Regions from separate parts of the Sus scrofa genome. Here region 2 is linked to region 1. Evidence: chromatin contacts called from public HiChIP or PLAC-seq data. All regions are on one chromosome and are shown on one strand. Each heading gives the region's core, a stretch centred on a gene start, on an enhancer-like site or on the middle of the called end of the contact. The rest is flanking DNA. Distances are from core to core; before and after follow the strand shown.

Region 1 (6,937 bases), core at 3,558-6,057:
GGCCCTTGCGAGTCACGCTGCTGCGAGCTTCCTCAAGGTCATTGCGTGCGCGTGCTCTCACTTGTCTTGGGTTAATAGCACCCGCGGGTGGCGAGATGGGGTCGTGTGGAGGGTCTTGTCTCCTGAGCAAGGTTTCATTGCGTGTACACTGTGATGGCGAACAGGATGCACAAAAGGGGTGTCACCAGGTGTAAAAAAAGCTTTTTATGAAGGAGTCAGGTAAAGAATGGCTTAATATGTTATCATTTGGGTTTTTTTTTAAATTTTATGGGAGTATAGTTGATTTCGGAAGTGGTCTCAGTGTCAGGCCAAGTGAATGACAGGCATACCCGAGTTCTTTCCAGACCCTTCCCCACGTGGGTTATTACCCAGCACCGAGTAGACCTCCCCCGGCTCTGCAGTAGGTCCTTGTCACTCACCCGGTCTCAGACAGAGGCGTCCCCAGCTCCTAGTAGGTGCCTCCCTGTTACGGTTCTGCATCAGTCAAACGGGAAAACAGGTGACGTGGGAGTTGTGTGGCGGTCTAGTCGTTAGGACTTGGCGCTGTCACTGCCACGGCCTGGGTTCTATCCCTGGTCTTGTCACTGAGATCCTGTGTCAAGCCACTGCAGGGAGGGACCAAAAAAAGCCATAAAACTTGAAACAGTCGCAAAGTAAATGGGAACTTTTTTTTTTCTATTCTTATACAAAATTACAATTTTGTAAATGGGAGAGAAGGCTTTACCCACAAACTTATGAATTATTCTCCGTTGGGCACATGCATGCAGGAGCACTGCCCGATGGGGGGAGCGGGCGCGGTGGCCCTTTAGGAAGCCGTGTGCATGCGCCGGCGTCTCCCTGGCTTTCCCTTCGCAGAGCTGCTCTGCGCGTCCTGGGGACCCGCGCCCTGGGAGCTCCCATGTGACTTACGTGGACGTGCCCTTGGGGTCGCTGTCTTCCTCCCCTCAGTGCAGCCAGAGGCTGGGCGCCCTCTCCTGTCATCAGCTGGGTCTTTGCTGCCCACCAGTTTGCACCATTGCCCCACAGAGTGGATCTTCTTTTAAGAAGAAGTTGGGGAAGGTGTGGATATTTTTTTCAAAAAAGGATTATTTTGTAACATCTTTTTAGAACAGTTCTGTTGTTTAGGGTTGGGTGTTTGAACTACCAGGCAGATAATCTGCTTTGGAACGAAGGTATTAAAAGTGATTCTAAAGAATCAGTGATTGATCCCCAGACAAGTTAGGTGGCAGGAGTTAAAAGTGGTTTAACTTAAAATTGGGGAAATTGGTCTTTTCATAATTGCAGTGTAGAGAACCACGTATTTAGTCCACTGAATACCTAATGATGTACCATTTTCGTCTTAATTGGTGGTCTTACGCGACTCCCCCCAGTGAGGGTGCAAACCCCATGTACTAACAAGGGCTGCAAACAGCCCTCTGAGCCTTTGTTTGTAGTTTTCAGCCTTTGGGGAGAGGCTCAGGGAGAGGCCTGGCCCCGGTGTCCTCATGCTCCTGGTGACTCGTCACGCAGCTCACCCAGGCACATGCCTGGAGACTGTGGGGTGGGAAGAAAGCTTTGGGAGAGAGGGGCTGCAGCCTGCCTGCCCTCTTTTTCTCCATGTATTCTCTCTCTCTCTCTCTCTCTTTTTTTTTTTTTTTGTCTTTTTGCCTTTTCTAGGGCCACTTCCTGCAGCACATGGAGGTTCTCAGGCTAAGGGTCTAATCGGAGCTGTAGCCACCAGCCCACACCACAGCCACAGCAACACCGGATCCTTAGCCCATTGAGCGAGGCCAGGGATCGAACCCACAACCTCATGGTTCCTAGTCGGATTTGTTAACCACTGCGCCATGAGGGGAACTCCCTCTCCATGTGTTCTTGGATGTCTTATTTTCCAACCAGGATTACACATGACTTTTTGGCAGGAAGGACTGTCTTTTTTTTTTTTTTTTTTTTTTTGTCTTTTTGCTATTTCTTTGGGCTGCTCCCGTGGCATATGGAGGTTCCCAGGCTACGGGTCGAATCGGAGCTGTAGCCACCGGCCTACGCCAGAGCCACAGCAACGTGGGGTCCGAGCTGTGTCTGCAACCTACACGGCAACGCCGGATAGTTAACCCACTGAGCAAGGGCAGGGACCGAACCCGCATCCTCATGGTTCCTAGTCGGATTTGTTAACCACTGCGCCACGACGGGAACTCCAGGAAGGACTGTCTTGTAAGAAACAAGAAGCTTCGTGCTCTACAGAACTGTCTTTAGCTTTGTATTTAACTCGGCATTTTCCATTTTCCATGCGGGATTTAATCTGCACCAGCCCCTCTGTGATAAGAGGTTTGTGACATTATCTCCGTTTGCTGGGTCAAAATTACCGACTCACCGATGTGCGTTTGCAAGTTCCCAGCATCACCCTAACCGCTGACAACGTTATTTGTCCTGATGGTCCCCAAACCAGTTAATTGGTGATGGAGATTTTCTTCCAGTTAGACATGTTTTAAAGGTAATTTATCTGAAAATTGCTATGAAATGCACACAATAAAGTTCTTTGCTTTCCAGTGGGAGAGAGAGCAATAAATATTCCTTTTTTTCCCTTCCAAGTTCTGAACTACTGGAAATAGAGAAAGGAATCGGAAAGTGGGGATCAAACTACCGGCCTTGGCGCTCCTGTTGTGGCTCAGAGGGGATGAGCCCGACTAGGATCCATGAGGTTGCGGGTTCGATCCCTGGCCTCGCTCAGTGGGTTAAGGACCTGGCGTTGCCACGAGCTGTGGTGCAGGTCGCAGGCGCGGCTTGGATCCCGCATGGCTGTGGCGTGGGCCGGCAGCTGCAGCTCTGACTCGACCCCAGCCTGGGACCCTCCGCACTACCAGCCTTATAACTGGTGAAGAGAAGGCGTCTTCCTAACTCCAGGCACCTGGGAATAGGTGGCAGATTTGCAAAGTCAGTCAGGTTTCTCCCTCCTTCCTCCTCCTGATCGGGTCTTTGGAGCATTTGGGGTCAGCATTTGGTTTAAGGAGTCTCGTCAAACACGGCCGTGCCCCGGGGTTACACGGCCGGTCCTCATTATTCACGGATTCCGTCTGGAGTTTGCCGGCTCCGTGGAATCTGTTTGCAGCCCCGGATGAACACGAAGGTGGTGCTTTCACAGCGTCTGTGAACACACCCAGACACAGCTGCTCCCTCCGTGGGTTCCTGGGCCCTGGGAGTGAGGCCAAGCTCTGCCTCCGTACAGGGCTCAGGCCTCAAATAAGGGCCCTGGGTAGTGCTGTGTTTATGCCCTTTCTGTGGGTAACTTCTCTGTTTAAAATGGCCCCAAGTGGAGTTCCCGTCGTGGCGTAGTGGTTAATGAATCCGACTAGGAACCATGAGGATGCAGGTTCGATCCCTGGCCTCGCTCAGTGAGTTGGGGATCCGGTGTTGCCGTGTGCCATGGTGTAGGTTGCAGACATGGCTCGGATCCCGCATTGCTGTGGCTCTGGCGTAGGCCAGCGGCTATAGCTCCAATTGGACCCCTAGTCTGGGAACCTCCATGTGCCGCGGGAGCGGCCCTAGAAAAAGCAAAAAGACAAAATAAATGAATAAATAAATAAATAAAATGGCCCCAAGTAAGTGCTGAAGTGCCGGGCGTTCCCAAGTGCTAGAAGGCCGTGGTGCGCCCTGCCGAGCACGCGCGTGATAGACGGGCCTCCTGCAGGCGCGAGTTCAGCGCCAGTGGGGTGACCCGAGACAGAGACACACGTGAAACCAGCTTATGGGTTGATCCTTTGATAAGAAGGGATCGGGGGCTCTCAGGAACCTCGTCCTGCATTTCCCCTGGGAATGCTGGTTCCGCGTCGGGCGGTTCACGGTCAGCAGCGACTTTCTGGCCGGATAACTTCCTGACTTATGAGGACCCGCTGTGTCTCTAGCCCTCTTCCTCCCCTGACGCCTTAGGCCTGGATGGCTCCCTGCTTCACTCGTCATCCCCACGGACATCTGCAGGGGGCCTCACGCTCAGCTAGGCACGGTGGAGCCCCAGCCGTGCCCATCCTGGGAGACAGCAGGTCCACCCACGTGACGTGCGGTCACATGTTGGGAGGAAACCCGGATTCCTCCGTTCCTCTCGTGTCCCCATCCAGGCGTTAGTAGTGCCGTCCTTTCTGCCTCCGCGCTCTCCTGAAGCCCCTGCTTTCCTCCACCTCTGCTGCTGCTGCCTGAGCAGAGCCGTGGCATCGCTCCCGTGGGGGCCACGCTGTGTCCCCGAAGCCCATGCCCCCCTCCCCGGGCACCTGACTAGCTGTCCCTTCTCAGACCCAGAGTGGGGAGCCGAGAAGGATTTCATGGTATGGTGGGAGCATGTGGGGTTCTTTGCGTGATGGTGGCTTCTGTAAACTGAGACCTGCCTCCGAACTTGGTAGGAATAGTTTTGAGACTGAAAGGGAGGTGTTTTTTTAAGGGAAAATATACATCTGAACAATAGTTTAAGTACGAGCTTGGAGAAAATCTTGAAGAAACACCCTTTGAAACATAGATCCTTAGAGTTTTCTTATTTGTCTTGTATTTTACTGACGCCTTCTAAATGAGATTTGATTTTAGACCAAACCATGGTTTCCGCTAAGTTTGTTTTTAAAATCAGTGGCAGGTACCCAGAAGCAGTTTGGACCTGGCGCCCACGGGGTGCTCACTGCCTTCCCGCCTCCTCTGGTCTGCGCCCCCCTCCCGCGGGCGTGGCGGCGGCTTCAGCTCCTGGGCCCTGGCTCCTTGCCACGTGTTCGGTTCGCTCTCCGAGCTGAGTAAAAGGATGGGTGGAGTGCCCCGATTTTGTAACGTTGGTCTTGTGGTTTTGCAGAGAAAGGGGGTGACGTAGAATTAGTCAGGCAGAGAGGGAGCAGAGCAGACAGGAAGGGGAGAAGCCGTGCTTGTGCATCAGAGCAGAGGCCCACGGCAGAAGGGGGCGAGCAGGCAGGTGCCCGTGCTCCCCAGCCCCCTCCTTCCCTGCGCCTGCGTGAACACGCTCACAGCCCGAGCCCTGATGTCAGCTGTTCGCATGTTTATTGAAGGCTGGCCATTATTTCTAAAAGTTGTTCATTGAATTTGGTTTCGAAGTGCACAGAACACCCAATGTGGCGATGTGGTCACCCCGCCGCCCCATTAGTCTTGTATTCTCCTAAGTAGTAAAAGTTCCAGAAAGATCGTAGCTGGAAATATCAGTTGAGTTTTTCATAAATGGCTGGTGCTTGTGATGCATTACTTTAATCCCGTTAAAGAATGAGCTTTCCTGATGGCTTAGCCACCACCGTCCCCTGCAGAGCTGTTGGGCATGTTTGATCCTTAAACATGTCCCTTTTGACTCAGGACAGTGTTGAAACCAGCCTTGATCATTCAGTGGGTGGTGAGAATTTGTACGGAGCCGAGGGGACAGCTAATGTGGTTGTCCTGTGATTACCTAAAAGCGTAGAAAGCTTTTTTAGCAGACACTCTTCGTCTTTGAGAAGGGGAGTCCTGGTTCATAGAATCATAAACTCTTTAGAGGGGAAACTTACCACAAGTCCGAGTTTGTTTCCGGTACAGGGGGCGCGATGGGTGACAGTGAGGGGGAGGGGGGGGTGGCGGAGGCGGGAGGGGGGGAATGTGTGTTTCTGGAGCTGGACTCTGAGGGGTAGGTAGGAAAAGGAAAACGACCTTAAAATTTATTTTGTCACAGTGATGCACATGCATAGCCTAAGAGACCATGCGCCACATAAGAGTTTCCACGCTTGCTTGTAACCGCGTTCCTCTCAGAAGTCAAGGGTCTGTCAACTGATGAGGGAATGGACGGGATGGGGTGCGGCCCCGTGGTAGAGTGTTCTTCCACCTTGGAGAGGAACGAAGTGGGGTGCGTGCGACGTGCCTTGAACCCCGAAAACACCGTGCTGAGGGAAAGGACCCGAGGCTGAAGGCCATGCAGGGTCCGTGGGCAGATGCACAGGCTTGGGGTCTGCCGGCGGCTTGGCCTGGAGGCAGGAAGAGTGACTGCTCCTGGGGGCGGGGTGGGGATCTTCTGAGGATGATGAATAGGTAACTTTGTGAGTGTACTGCAAACCACTGAATTGTACACTTTTTAAGAGTGTGAACTGTGTGGTTTGTATATCAAGACAAATTCTGCCTTAAGGAAACAACATGCCGATACCATTTTCAGGTTAAAGTAATTTTCAGGAGTTCCCGTCATGGCGCAGTGGTTAACGAATCCGACTAGGAACCATGAAGTTGTGGGTTCAATCCCTGGCCTCGCTCAGTGGGTGAAGGATCCGGCGTTGCCGTGAGCTGTGGTGTAGGTTGCAGACGCGGCTCGGATCCAACGTTGCTGTGGCTCTGGCGTAGGCCGGTGGCTACAGCTCCGATTCAGCCTCTAGCCTGGGAACCTCCATATGCCGCGGGAGTGGCCCAAGAAATAGCCAAAAAAGACCAAAAAAAAAAAAAAAAAACTAATTAAAAGTAATTTTCAAATATTGTCAAGTCTTCACACAGTGGAACCCTCAATGTAACCACTACTGACTCCATTTGATCTTTTTGTATTTGGAAGCGCTGCATTGATTTCAGCCCCTTATTTAAAAATTCATCTAGAAATTCTCTTACGGCGCAGTGTGTTACGGGTCTGGTGTGGTCACTGCTGTGACATGAGTTAGATCCCTGGCCTGGATGCCACAGGCAAGGCCAAAAGAAAAAAAACTATATGATATATAAACAGGTCTTTTAAGTAACAAATACAGACATTTGCCGTCATGGAGAAGAGGAAAACGGGTTACATAACCAACAAGGTTCTAATGCAGAAGAGCAGTTCCCGGCCCCACCTGGCGGTCCTTTCCTGGGGCAGCCATTCTGGACTTTTTCTTTTGTTTGTCTTTTTGTCTTTTTTAGGGGCACACCCTCGGCACGTGGAGGTTCCCAGGCTAGGGGTCTAATCGGAGCTATAGCTGCCGGCCTACACCAGAGCCACAGCAACTCGGGA
Region 2 (6,374 bases), core at 2,567-5,066, 270 kb after region 1:
TGGGGAGAAGGGCAAGGGGTGACCCCCAAGGGGACCTTTCTGCTCCCCGTCCCCCTCCCCCTTGGGACAGCCACCAAAAATACAGGTCCCAGAGTCCATCGAGTGCTGGAGAGCCCAGGGCCCTCCCCTGTTTTAAGGGGGAAGTGGCGTGTGGAGGGGAGAGCGGGCTGGTCCATTGTTCTTCTTTCCCCACCCAGGCTGTACCTTCCAGCACCTGGGGGGTGGGGAAGATGGAGGAGATGAGCCACCTTTGACCCCAGACCCCGGACAGAGAAGATGGGTGTTCTATTTTGTGCCTCCTGACTATGTCTGGCTAGGAGATTCGCCTTAAATGCTCCCTATCCCATGGATAGGGACTGGCACACAAGAAGCCACACACTCAGCCAATCCAGGCCGAGGCCAAGGGGTTCTCGCCGCGGTGGCGCCCACCGGCCACTCACCGTTTGGTGGGGCAGAGATGAGCGCAGGAAGATGCCAGCCTAGTTGGTATTGGCCGGTCAGGGGTGCCGGGGGCCAGAGCAGAGCCACCAGGCCCCAGAGCCCCCAGACCCTGCCCAGCCCTCCCTCCTCACCTCGGGGAGCTGGCAGGAAGTCAGAGGCCCCGTCACCCAGCTGCTCCCGCTCTGCAATAGCACTGATCAGTGAAAACCTACAAGAATGTAGTGGCGATGGAATTACCTGGAACTGTTCCTTTTTTGGGGAAAACTAAACAAACAAAAAGGTTTCTGTGTCAGGTATTGGGCTGGATGGGGCAGCTGTGTGTTGGGGTGGTTTCTTTTTTTTTCTGTTATTTTGTTTGGGTTTTGTTTGTGTTTTTTAATAATGTTTACAATCTGCCTCAATCACTCTGTCTTTTATAAAGATTCCACCTCCAGTCCTCTCCCCTCCCCCCCACCCAGGCCCTCGAGGCTGTTAGGAGATGCTTGAAAAACTCAACGAAATACCAATCCAAGTCAAACTTTGCACATATTTATATTTATATTCAAAGAAGAAACATTTCAGTAATTTATAATAAAGAGCACTATTTTTTAATGAAGAACCTGCCTTGAGCCTTTTTGCGCCCCCTCCTGCCTTGTTCTCTCCTGCACCCACCCCCACACTGTGCATCCGAGGGAGGAAGAGGAGCCACACCGAGGGGGACGGCTCTGCCCCCTCGCTGCCCCGGTGCGCCTCGTGATGGAATCCAACTCGGCTTCACGTCACCGACAAGCTAAGGCAGCCACCTAGACTCTACCGAGAGGGGTAATTCCTGCTAGTCTGATTCAGATCTGACCAGAATATGCAAAGCAAGTTCGAAGGAAGCGCTTCAAAGGGTTTGCAGGGAGTATAAGCTGAGCTGTGGTCAAAGCTTTTAGAGGCTCCAAGCTATTAGAGGCGCTGGGCTCCGTGGCCAGGGACGTGTTCCGAGAAAGCCCAGACTACAGGGTCCCGGTGGTGACCCCTGACCTCGGCCCGGTCCGGTGCAATGGAGGTGGGGGGGAGGGGCAGTCTCGGGGGTAACCCCCCTCCCCCACCCCCAGGAGCCCCAGCCTGAGCGGTGCCTGGGGCCACCTGCCTCCCAGTAAGAGCCCCCACCCACCCACCCCCGTCTCTTTACCTCTTTTCAGTGACTCCCCACCTGTGGGCACTTGGAGGCCGCCTGGGTTAACCTTGGCAGCCATCGCCAGGAGGCTGGTGTTATCACCCCATATTTTCAGACACAATCGTGTGCTCCATGGGAGCGGGAAGTTGGACCGGTCACTTGCGATGCCTAGAACGGGTGCTCAGTAAATATTTGTTGGCTGAGTGGGGACAGCCTCTCAGGTTCACGGAGGTTAAGCAACGGCCCAGGGACACACCACTTGGGAATGAGGGAGAGACACAGGCTAGGAACCCAGCAGCCTTTGACTTTTCCAAAGCCCCTGAACTAACTCTCCGCCTCCCTATATAAGACTAAGTACGCCCTAGGGTGGCCCCTAGGTGGGTCTCCCCGCCCCCAACCCCTCCGCAAAGCCAAGAGGTTGGTGACCCCCACACCCGCCACCCCGCCACACACACCCTCCACACTCGGGGCTAGGGTTCTGCGCCTTCTCCATAACGCTTCCCTCTCATGCTTCTCCCGCCTCCAAGCCCCCAGACCTGACAGCTGGAGAGACGAGTGTTTGCCCCAAGTCAGGGCCCCCTCCCCGCCTCTGAGCCTCGGATGCCTGAAACAAATGCCAGAGCCCTCTTCTGGGCCCCCGATAAGCTGCTCCAGTCCAAAAGGCAGCTGAGAGTAAATAAACAAAGTCGTTTTTCTTTCCCATTTCCTGGACTTTGGGGGAAAATAACCTAAAGTGACGAGAAAGGGCCCGGCCAGGCGTGAGACCGACCGCTGAGTGGACAGAGCACGTAGGAACCACACCAGAGAGACCCCCACTTCTGCAACCAGGAATGCAGACGCAGGCAAGGTCACCTTCCTGCGGGGGGGGGACCCCCGTAGGGGGGACCCCCGTGGGGTGGGGGGACCCCCGTGGGGCCTGGCTCCCCAGTGCCCCCCAGGAGGATGAGGGCCTGGGAAACTTGGCAGGTTCTTTCCCACCCTAGGGCCTGCCAGCTTTGCCACCATCTGCCTTCCACGCAGCAGAGCGCTCGCACTGGCTGGCACCCAGCCTCCATGGAACCTTGGAACTCGGGGCACACCAAGGCCCTGTTCTGGGCCCAGAGGGCAGCTGTTTAGCCAGGGTGTCCAGTTTCAGAGGGTGAAAACAAAAGGGCTTGGTGGGGAGCAGTGATCTCCACCTCCAGAATGTCCAACGCAGAGGCAGGGCGACCCCTGACTCCGTTCCCTCGCTGCGCCCCGCCCCCCAGCCTTCTTCTTGTAGGTCTGTCCATTTTCAGACCACAGACTAGACCAACCCTCTGGTTCTGCAGACAGGTCAAACTGAGTCCCAGAGAAGGAAAGCCAACTTCTTACTCAAGTTCAACACCAGGATGAGAATCGCTCAGACAGCGCCGCTCACAAGCACTTTTTCGTTCTCCCCCCTCATCCCAACCCCTGTTCCAGAAGTCTTTCTGCACTTCTCAGAAACCAAGTCCTTCCAGAGGCAGACACAGGACTTCGTGGGGGGACCCTCTGTCCTTGCTACCAGAAGAGGGGTGTGCCTGGTTCCATGATTTGCTAAGAAGCATCCTGCAGGGCACGGGGGACAATTCTCTGTGGTTCGAGCAGGCACCCATGCCTTAGCAGGGCTAAGAAAAGCACGGGGGGGGGGTGTCCTGGCCGATGCCAAGGGAGATGGTGCCCCCAGGCCCTCTGCCCCATCACCCTGCTTCTGGCGCTGCAGGAGTTTATCCCCAAGAGGCCCTGTCCTCTCTCCGGTCCTGCTGTTTTGGGCAGGCCTCTCGATGAATTAGAGCCAGGAATGGGAACTCTAAGGCCTGCTCTGGGGGAGGGAAGTCGGGAGGCCACAGACGGGGGAGCTGGAGATGGAAAATTAGCCGGCACGTGTGTCCTAGTCTAAGGAGCCAGTAAGGATGTTTGGGAGGAGGTACCGGGCCGGGGGTGGGGAGTGGGGGCGTGTGGGGGGGTGCAGACAGCCACAAAAGGAGTCTAGGAAGAGACAGCAGTCTGCGGGGTAGGGGATAACGTGCATGGGGCGGACCGGGAAGAAGGACACCGAAGTGGGAAGAGCCTAGTCCCGGCGCACCTTCCCGAGCCGCGTCCCGGCCGCTCCCGTTTAAGCGGCCCCCGGGCGGGCGCGCCGCTCCGAGGCCGGCCTCTGCCAGGAAGAGTCACTTCCCGGACACCGCGGGAGCCCTGGCGGAGCTATGCGAAGAATGTCCGCGCGGAGCCGCGCGGGTGGCACCTCCCGGGCCCCAGGCGCCGCCGCCGCCCAGCCGAGCGTGCGCGCGGAGGGCCGGCCCCGCCTCGCCACGCCCCCGCCACGCCCCCGCCGCCCGCGGAGCGGTCGCCATGGCAACGGGATTACAGGCGCAGAGTGCTGTTTATTCTCAGCCGAGTGCCAGGAAATTCGGCCGGGAGGCTGCCAGGCGCACCTCCCTGGGGTGGGGGGCGGGAGAGGGAGGAGAGAGGGTGGACCGGCGCGCCCGGGGCTCGTGGGGGGGGTGGGGGGAGGAGGGAGGGAGAGGGGGAGGGAGTCCTTCGTCCCTGGGGGTCGCTGGCCCCTCGGAGGGGAAACTGCTCAGAAAGCTTAGACTCTTTGCTGGCCACGAGTGGATCAAGTTTTCTCGTCCTAAGGGAGCCCAGAGTCCCCTCCAGGCCGGCAGCCCCTCCCCCCGCCACGTACCTCTGTCCTTGGAGTCCCACAGCCCCTGCCTCTCCCTCACTCATTCACTCACTCATTCATTCATTTACTCAGCGAGAACCGAGTATCAGGGGATTGAGGGCGAACAAGACAAGGCCCTGCTCCTGCTCTCCGGCAATTTAGTGGCAGGGACAGACGCTGGTAAAACTGTAAATAAGATGACCCATCAACTGCTGTTGGTGCAGCAAACATGCATCTTCACGTCACCTCTCCAGTACCTGGAACATCCACGATCCGTCTCACCCTCAGGTCCGGTGACCGGCTTGTCCTCGGTTAGTGGCCCTAAATGTCTGGCAAACCAGGACAGTCAATCACTCTTGCATTTCAGAGAAGGAGAAACGGAGGTCTGGGTTACAAGGGGAGTTCTTCCAGGGTCATGTCCTCAGAGAGACCTGGAGGCCCTACCTGAGAATCCAGGGCTCTTTCCGATTAACTCCCCCCCCCCCCCCCCCCCCCCCCGCCCAGGCGTCTCCTGAAAGCCACAGAGCCACCTGTGGGCCCCCAGGGGGCGGACGAAATGACTGACTCCTGGACTCCCACCCAGCTCCCCTGAATCTGAAGCCCCAGGGATGGGGAGTTCCCCGGTGGTCTAGCAGTTAAAAGATCCAGCGTTGTCATTGCCGAGGCACAGGTTCGACCCTTGGCCTGGGACCTTCTGCATGCCAAGGGTGCAGCCAAAAAAAATAATAGCCCAAAAGCCCCCAAGGATAGCTGGGAATCTGAACCCTTGACCCCCTCCTTAGGTGACTCTCAGACCACTAGCTGCTCCTGCCTTCGGGGAAGACAAGCCTGGATGTTCCTTTCTTCCTGGGTCAGGGAATTTCCTCCTTGAACCTTGACTAAGCTGGAGCTGGAAATCAGCAGAGAGGGAAGGCCCAGGTCCGCCGCCCACACTGCAGCAAGTGCAGACAAGTGCAGCCCTTCCCTCTGCTGGGCTCCAGCCCCTGGGCCCTGGGCCCCGGACAGGACAGCAGGCCAGAGAGGAGGAGAGTGCGCCTTCCCCCCAAGGCTGAGCCCTCCCAGCTGTGCTGTGCTGGGAACAGGCCAGGCATTTGTGAAACCCTGGGTTAGCCTGACCCTCTGTCATGAGGATTGCCTGTGGAAGCTGGTGCGAGGAGGGGGATGGGGAGCTGTTCCCAGAAGTGGGGAGAACGCTGGACTTCCCACTCCTGAGTGCTCCGGATTGCAGCACAGCCTTAAGTAACAGCCGCGGCCTGGAAGGCTGCGTTGCAGAAAGAATCAGAGGCCCCCCAGCTCTCGGCTGAGTAGAAGCCAGGGCTCTGAATGCTAAAACTGTGTGCTTTCCCCGAGAATACCATCCACCACCACTGTCATAGCAATAATCAGGCCCAGCCTTTGAGAAAGGTGGAAAACCTAGACTTAAATAAAAAGGAGCCAGAATGCAAGGTTTTTGGTTTTTGGGTTTTTTTTTTTTTTCGTCTTTTTGCCATTTCTTTGTCTGCTCCCGTGGCATGTGGAGGTTCCCAGGCTAGGGGTCGAATCAGAGCTGTAGCCGCCAGCCTACGCCAGAGCCACAGCAACGTGGGCCTCATCTGCAACCTACACCACAGCTCACGGCAACGCCAGATCCTTAACCCACTGAGCAAGGCCAGGGATCGAACTCGCAACCTCATGGTTCCTAGTCGGATTCGTTAACCACTGCACCACGACGGGAACTTCCAGAATGCGAGTATGGTTCGTTATTTACATTACACAAGAAAATGTTTCCTCTCCTTCCCCTCCCCTCCCCCAAATCGCAAATCTCCTGTTCATACAGAGAACACTCCTTGGGATCCATAAGGTATAGGATGATGTGGGTGTAGACGAGGACTAGAAAACTCACGAGGACCAGGTCCTCCCGGAGGCGCATGTGTACTACACAACCACAGGGGGCGCTGTTCACACTATGACCTTTGCGGGTGGGGTCCCATGAAGTTGTGTGATGGAGGCTGCAGGGTTCCTGAGCCTTAGTACCTGGTGCTTACTTTCCCAGGACTCCCTGGCTGATACCAATGCAAGTGGGACCACCCCCCCCCTTCCCCCTCTCGCCCCATCCCCCGGCTCTGAGTACCAATGCTGGAGGGATCA

What was found. HiChIP or PLAC-seq counts read pairs in DNA pulled down with a chosen protein or histone mark.
Region 2: an H3K27ac HiChIP or PLAC-seq map of alveolar macrophages shows a contact between it and region 1. The contact joins two enhancer-like sites.

The regions. Positions count from the first base shown.
Region 1 is chr12:3,374,779-3,381,715 of Sscrofa11.1, forward strand. The region is part of intron 1 of CYTH1 (cytohesin-1); the gene reads left to right. Among named protein-coding and RNA genes, the nearest start is that of CYTH1, 22 kb to the left of the region's middle. Within about 2 kb of position 4,808, at least 23 of the 83 cell types and tissues checked have an H3K27ac peak or open chromatin away from gene starts, as enhancers often do. A contact at or near this core is called in alveolar macrophages, where this site is marked.
Region 2 is chr12:3,645,980-3,652,353 of Sscrofa11.1, forward strand. It overlaps a transcript of SOCS3 not described here. Among named protein-coding and RNA genes, the nearest start is that of SOCS3, 4.4 kb to the left of the region's middle. Within about 2 kb of position 3,817, at least 59 of the 83 cell types and tissues checked have an H3K27ac peak or open chromatin away from gene starts, as enhancers often do. A contact at or near this core is called in alveolar macrophages, where this site is marked.